2 separate regions of the Danio rerio genome follow, and region 1 is linked to region 2. A link is a contact called in public Micro-C data. All regions are on one chromosome and are shown on one strand. The core of a region is the stretch at or near the end of the contact, and the rest is flanking DNA. Distances in the headings are between cores, read along the strand shown.

The links. Hi-C and Micro-C count contacts between places; a contact is called where the count stands out from the background.
Region 1: a Micro-C map of caudal fin shows a contact between it and region 2, with 4 times the contacts expected there. The contact joins the promoter of rnf26 here to the promoter of drc12 in region 2. A contact is called at or near these places in 3 of 18 Hi-C or Micro-C datasets (caudal fin, hematopoietic stem cells and an unstated tissue).

What each region holds. Positions count from the first base shown.
Region 1 is chr15:25,821,609-25,825,022 of GRCz12tu, forward strand. It overlaps rnf26 (ring finger protein 26), which reads left to right and starts at 1,652. Exons shown (of 1, transcript XM_005157594.5): 1 at 1,652-3,414. The coding sequence starts at 2,194.
Region 2 is chr15:25,671,588-25,675,060 of GRCz12tu, forward strand. It overlaps drc12 (dynein regulatory complex subunit 12 homolog), which reads right to left and starts at 1,599. Exons shown (of 6, transcript NM_001111210.1): 1 at 1,499-1,599; 2 at 1,347-1,412. The coding sequence starts at 1,568. It overlaps cbl (Cbl proto-oncogene, E3 ubiquitin protein ligase), which reads left to right and starts at 3,141. Exons shown (of 16, transcript NM_001007330.1): 1 at 3,141-3,473. The coding sequence starts at 3,423.

The DNA of each region.
Region 1 (3,414 bases), core at 402-2,901, 150 kb after region 2:
ACTTTACCTACAAGCAGTTCTGTCCAAACGGCTTACAAAAATATTTTTTATTATAGATGCCCTTTAAATCTAGTGTATAAAAGAGTGGTTAGAAATTGTAAACAACATTTATGTAATGGAAAAAAAATTTTTTTTTCCCTTTCACCTTCAAATGAATGTATTTAGAAATATCTGAACCAAATGGACTGAATATGTAGGGTTACTCTATCTAGATTTTGTAGAAGCATAAAATAATTACTGCTTGGTTTTAATCTGCCAGGTACATATTGTCTAATTTTATAACTAAACTTTCTCTCAGTCTCCTCTCCATACTAAGAACAAAGATTTGATATTATTTAATAGGGCTGCACAACATATCATTTCAGCATCGATATTGCAATGTGATCATTTGTAATAGTCACATCGCAGGATGTGCAATGTTAAGTTTGTATTAGAAAATGTCATTTGCATGTGTTTTTGAGTGCTGTGACTCTATAACGATTTTAAAAGCACCCAGGCATAAGAAATTTTACCGTTTGTAACTTTTTTAACTTATTTTAATTTTTATTATTCAATTACTGTATGTGACTATTGTTAGACTTGGAAAACGATAAAACACTGTTTATTTTAATTTAATATATTTCTTTATTAAATTTATAGATTTTTTATTAGATTTAATGCAGATGCACTTCCACTGCGGAACCATCCCAAATAATTTTTTTCCAAGTCATCTGGTGGAAATGTACTGATATTGCAATATATATTGCAAAATAACAATATATCGCTATGTTAGATTATTCCAATATCGTGCAGCACTATTATTTAATACAAAGTTTGCCAATTAGGTGTATATTTGACCCTCCCTGAATTGTGTAAATTTTGTTATTTAAATTGTTTACATTCTTATTTTATCATTATTGTTATTATTGATTTTGTTTACTTTATTTTTTACATTGTGTATTTTTAACTTTCGATGTTATGTAAAAAAGTGAAATGATTGACAGTGGAAAACATCTACTTTACGCTTAAATGCATTGCTTATGCTGCTACAGAATTTTTTTATTTTATTTTTTAATCTAGTATAAATATACTAAGAGAAATACATTTCCATTTAAAATATTCTATTATTATTTTCGCATATTACCTTTTTAATCGAATATTGCTCTATCCATAGGAACTTATACCATTGTTTTCTCTATATGAATTAAAGATTTTTTTTCAGTCCACATTAAGACCAAAGTCATTTTGAAAATGTCTACGCTCATTCCTCTTGTCTTAAAGTCATTATTTAGGCTACATCAACAATTATGCAACGAAAAGCTATTTTCCATGCGTCAAACGCCTAAAATGCCTAGTGAGGTTTATATTGTGGAATATCTCCATCTTAAACAAACGCCAAACCCCTGAAACCAAAAACTAACCAACAAATAAAGCAGTGATTTAATCAACAGAAAATACATTGAAACTTGCAAAGATGTTTTTGTTTGACTGTCAGTGACAAATGATTATTGTTTTCAGCCTTCAAATTCTCCAGGAAAAACTATTGTTTGTGTAATCAGATCGTGTCCAAAGTGCACTAAGTCAAAGTCCCTATGTATTGTCTTTGGCTAAGTGCAGCCGTGTGTCTGCGCAGCCCGAGCGCCTAGTTGATCCCCTTCATGTATGTTTTTTTGCAAAGCGGAAACAACAGGACCCAGACAAACCGAGAAGCTTTCGATTATCTCGATTAATAACAGAAAGAAAGAAACATCTGAGCTTGTCGTCGCCTCGGAGCTTCACAAAACAAACCGGGTAACTGAATTACACAATGTACACAATGGACTCGTTCTCGGGGTGTACAGATTTATACAACAAGCCAGCACGACGCTGTTTCGATTTTCAAACGTAAACATCCGCCGAGCAGCATCGTCCATGTGTTAGCAGCAACTTCATGATGCTAACCGTGTTTATGAAGACTGTACCTGTCCAAAACAGATGATATGGGATTTCTAACTAATCCTCGGTTATAGTACGACCGGAATGTCTTTGTTTTGAATCTTCCAAGACGGCAGGTTATGATACGAAAGAGTTAGCACGCGAGCTAACTCGGCTAACGTTATCAAAGCTGCGTGATTGTGTAGCCACTAAACTGAACTGTCGTTTGACACCACGAACAACACGACAGATGATATACAGTTCATCTCAGCGAACTGAAGTGGCATTTTACGAGCGGACATGCTTATTATGGGTGTGCTGAACATTGTGTTTAGTACAGTGGGAAAATGTGTAGATGTCATTTGCCTCCTTCTGGATCTAAACTTCGTGATCGTCAGCTCATTGATTCAGCTGTTGGTTTCAGTGCTCTCCTTCATCAATAGTCTGCCCATGCTCCTCACAAACTCGGTGTTTGAGTGCTGGAACCTCACTCTGCTGTGCATCATCACCATGAGGGACGGAGTGACCGTCGTGACCCATAACATGGTCGGAGGCTGGACTCAGCTGCTTGGAGGTGTGTTGGAGAGCTTCAAGATCATCGGATACCTGTCTTCACATCTACTGCTACGCACCAAAGAGCTCCTTCACCGTGGCCTGCTGTCCGGACACGGTTTGCTTCGACAGGCTTGGGAAGGCTTTGGGATTTTATTCAGCCTGCTGCTGTATTTTATCAACACCATAGTCAACCTGCTCCTCATAGGCACTCAGAACTTATACTCGCTGTTGGTGAGCACTGTGGAAGCGGTGTCATGTCCTCTGCAGAAAGCTCTAGAGCTGGCGTTAACCGTGCTGACCTTTCTTTACAGCAGTCTCGTTGGCACCTCCATCCTGTTGTGGACACCATGCAGACTAGCGATGGAGTTTTTGGGATCAGCGTGTCACATTTTTGTGAGCATATTTTTGCTCAATTCCTACGGGCTGCTTCTCACGTTGGTGATCATCACCGGTGCGACTGTGTATCTGAACCCTGCGCTTCCACGACAAGTATCTCTGCGCATGATCACCTATGTTAACACTGTACCTATTTTACGCCGACTCCAAATGGTTCTACAGCGACTCTATGTGCTGGAGAGGAATGTTTGGCAGCGATTAGCATGGCATCGCAGCCGGATTGGCCTCTTAGTAGCTGCAGAAAGAGATATTGGTCAAGCTGAGCCCAATATTGAGCCACAAGTTGAGCTAAATGTACCAAACCAGGAGGTGGAAGATGTTCCCGAAGACGCCCCCCAGCCTGACATTCCACTTCCCAGTTCCAGCGCTCACAGACCACTCCGAAAGTTTCCATCTGAGGACAGCTGCAGAGGCCCGCCAACAGACAACCTTCTCAATCTCCTGCAGGAGCAAGAGGAGAGGAAAAAGTGTGTGATTTGTCAGGACAGCACTAAAACTGTTGTGCTCTTGCCGTGCCGTCACTTGTGTTTGTGCAGAGAGTGCACCAACATTCTTCTGCGCCAGCCAATG
Region 2 (3,473 bases), core at 349-2,848:
GATAAAAAGTACAAAAAGTAGCAAACGATTTCTTTAAACTTTCAGTAATCTGTAAATACGGCATAGCTCTGGGGTCAGGAAGTTCTCAGATAATAGATAACCTTTTCTATTAAGGAATTTTTTTTATTTATTTAAAATAAATTTTTTAATAGTTTGTTTTTTTTTTTAAGGAAAATTAAGGTTATACCAGCCTGATCTCATGAGGAGACGTATGTTTTATCAGTTTAGTGGGTTAGAGTTTAGAGTTCAGTCATATGAAAATTTACTATTTTAAAAAGTAGGCGAGGCACCAAACCCCTAAACCCAATCGTTATTGGGGGATAAGCAAAACGTATTAAATTGTACGAAGGATATCGTAGGAATTCATACGAATTAGCCTCTAAATCAAAAAGTTACAAATGGCAATGAGATTGTGTTAGTTATACAGTGCATTGTTAATAGCACAGCTTCCCTTAAAACAATAATAATAATTAAAAGTTCTGAAAGAGCCTCAAGCCTTAGCAAAGGTTATGAAAAGAAAAACAAAAGTAATACAAAAGTAATGTATTGCATTACTTACCATAAAACTAGAGAATGCAACTAGTTACTTTTTGGGGGAGTAACTCAATATTGTAATACATTACTTTCAAAAGTAACTTTCCCCAACACTGTCATCAGGGGCAGACTTAGCCAATAAGCAAGGTAAGCAGCCACTTAGAGCCCTGGGAAATTAGGGGGCCCCAACAAATGCCAAAAATTGCCTAAATTAATCATATAGGTAGTTTATAAATGTTCTATCATATGTTGTAAAATCTGTATATAACTGTTAAGATTTTAACGTTATTACTTCCTTTCAAAACCAGGGGCCTTATGAATCGTGGAACAATACTTACGTACTGCACATGCAAATATTAAAATCTAATCATATATACGGCTAACTAACCGTACAAAATAAGTTTGTGAACTTGTTTTTTTATTTGTGAATTTTTTGTATTTCATTTTTACATTTAGAAGATAATGGTTTCACTTAAAATATATTGTAACATGCAGTTTATTATATATCTATAAAGAAGAAAATGTTTTGAGTTTCAGTGCTTGGGCACCATACCTGGAATTGCTTAGGGCCCCCAAAAGTAGGAATTAGAAATAAGTCAGAGGTTACAGGTTTGTAGCTTTCTTCAAAATAACTTTTTTTTTTATTTAACAGAATAAAAAAGGCTGAAACAACCAAAGGTGAGTAACTGATTACAGAATTTTCTTTTTTGGTGAACTATGTCTTTATAGTGTTTTATTTGAATATAACGTAATGAAGCAGAGAACAAATGTAACATTAATAACAGTCCAATAAATAATTATATTTGCCTTACCAAGGTGTTCCTTTAAAACAGACACATCTAAGACACTTCTCCTGTACTTCTCTGTAAGTCCATCATCTATATGAGGGTGGGAAACAGAAACATGTAAGTCAAAAACCAACTCCTATTTTGTGTATAAAAATGTTATAGTATAACAAAAGCACCCTTTTCTGGCGTGCTTTTTTTAGTCTTTTCTTTTTTGCTGCCTCCTTTTCCTTTCTTCTTTGGCGGCATGATGTAAAAATCCTACTAGTCCTGCATCTTTCGGACGGAGGGAAAAGTTAATTGTATTGTGTACACAAAACCGCCTGGCAGCACGTAGGCGTGGTCAGTGATCTTAGCCAATCGCCTGTCCCGAATACTGATTACTGTTGTTCTACGTAACCACATTACACCACGTTACAGGCTGGTTGCCTTGGAGTGTGTGTAGTCGTTAAACCGCGCTGTGTGTGTTGTTTTATGGACAATAAAGTCTTCCTGTGCAGTTCTGAATCGCTTGAATTGTTTAAAAACAACCTCATATTACTTCTGGAATGGAAATGTGTCGTTTTAATAAACGGAAATGATACGAGATGAGCAAATGAACATCCCTGTGAACAAAAATAAAACGCTTCATCTCACAATTTATTGACTGTTTGAACAAAAATGCATAATTCATCTCGTTAGACCACAGACGGCGACTACGTAGCTCATGAATATTAACTACGCCATGCTTTCATTGCTTGGTAACCGTCCTACTGCTCCTATTTCGTGATCTAATTAATATTAATAAGCCACGCCTTTTACCATAGTAGGATTCGTACATTCGCATGAGGAGCAGGAAAGTAGGCGGAGACAAGGCGAGACATGAAAGAGGGCGAGGTTTTACAGGCGGAACAGGAAGAGCAGTCACACGAGCATAGGAGGGGGAGAAAGGGAGAAAGGCGGCGTTAACCCTAATATGTCTGTTTAGTACGAGATACAATTTTACCATACAGCATTTATTTTCAAATGGAGAAGGTGATTGTGAGGAAACACGTTTTTTTTTCCGTTCCTTTACAGGTTTTGCTGGGAAGCCCTCGTGTCTTGTCAGGCCGAACTTCCCGTTGCAAAAGTAATGATGGGAAGTTCAATTCATTTACGCGAATCGGCTCTTTAGAACAAGGCCTCATTAAGAACCGATTCTATTCTACAATTTTTTTAAACTTCGTTTTATATATATATATATATATATATATATATATATATATATATATATATATATATATATATATATATATATATAAAACATAATACCAAATTAAAAGTATAATCATAAAGTATCAATTGATAAATTAGATTATAATATGTTATAAAAGAAAAAATCATTAGAATAAATTAATAAATGAGGACATTGGCTAAATAATTGACTAGGTTTTTAAATCAGTAGAAAATAAAGTAAATTAGAAGTAAGAATTAGTAATAGTATCTTATTAGGAGGTAGTTATTTTATAATGTTTCAGACCCATATATATAATCTTTTTCAGAATATGAATTGGGTTTTCATACAAAAAACTATATAAATGCCTTTAAATTTAGAAATTGAAACCCTTTGAAATGGTATGATTAAGTTTGGGGCTACGTGGCATTTAAAATACTTAAAACTCCAGCATTAAAACATACTAAGTGAAGTTTACATCTCAAACAGCTTCAGTCCGGCGGTGTGAACCGATTCGATCAATTGAAAAGATCCGACTCATAAGAACGAATCGGACATCACTCTACAGAAGCGCACAGATAGAGAAAGAGAGCTGCAGGAAAAGGGAACATCACGCACGGGGTGTCGATGTGAAAGCAGTTGTTCTACCACGTCCAGACACCCATCAAAACTTATTTTTACGCGTTATTTTTAAACGGGTTCCGCCGCCCTCCCCGAGCGTTTTTAAACACAGCGTCAAACGGCGGTTTGCTGCACGGGGGATTTAATGGGAGTCTTGCATCGGTAAAGCGCTTCTCCCCCCCTTGACGGACCCTCGCTCGAACCGAACCGGACTCGGGCGCTGTCCTCACCGGGGGGTATCCGATCCCAGTTATATTTTGACTGCGAAAACAACACTCCGGAGTCCGAATATGGCAGGAAATCTGAAGAAAGGTGGGGGGCTTATTGGCATGATGAAGGAC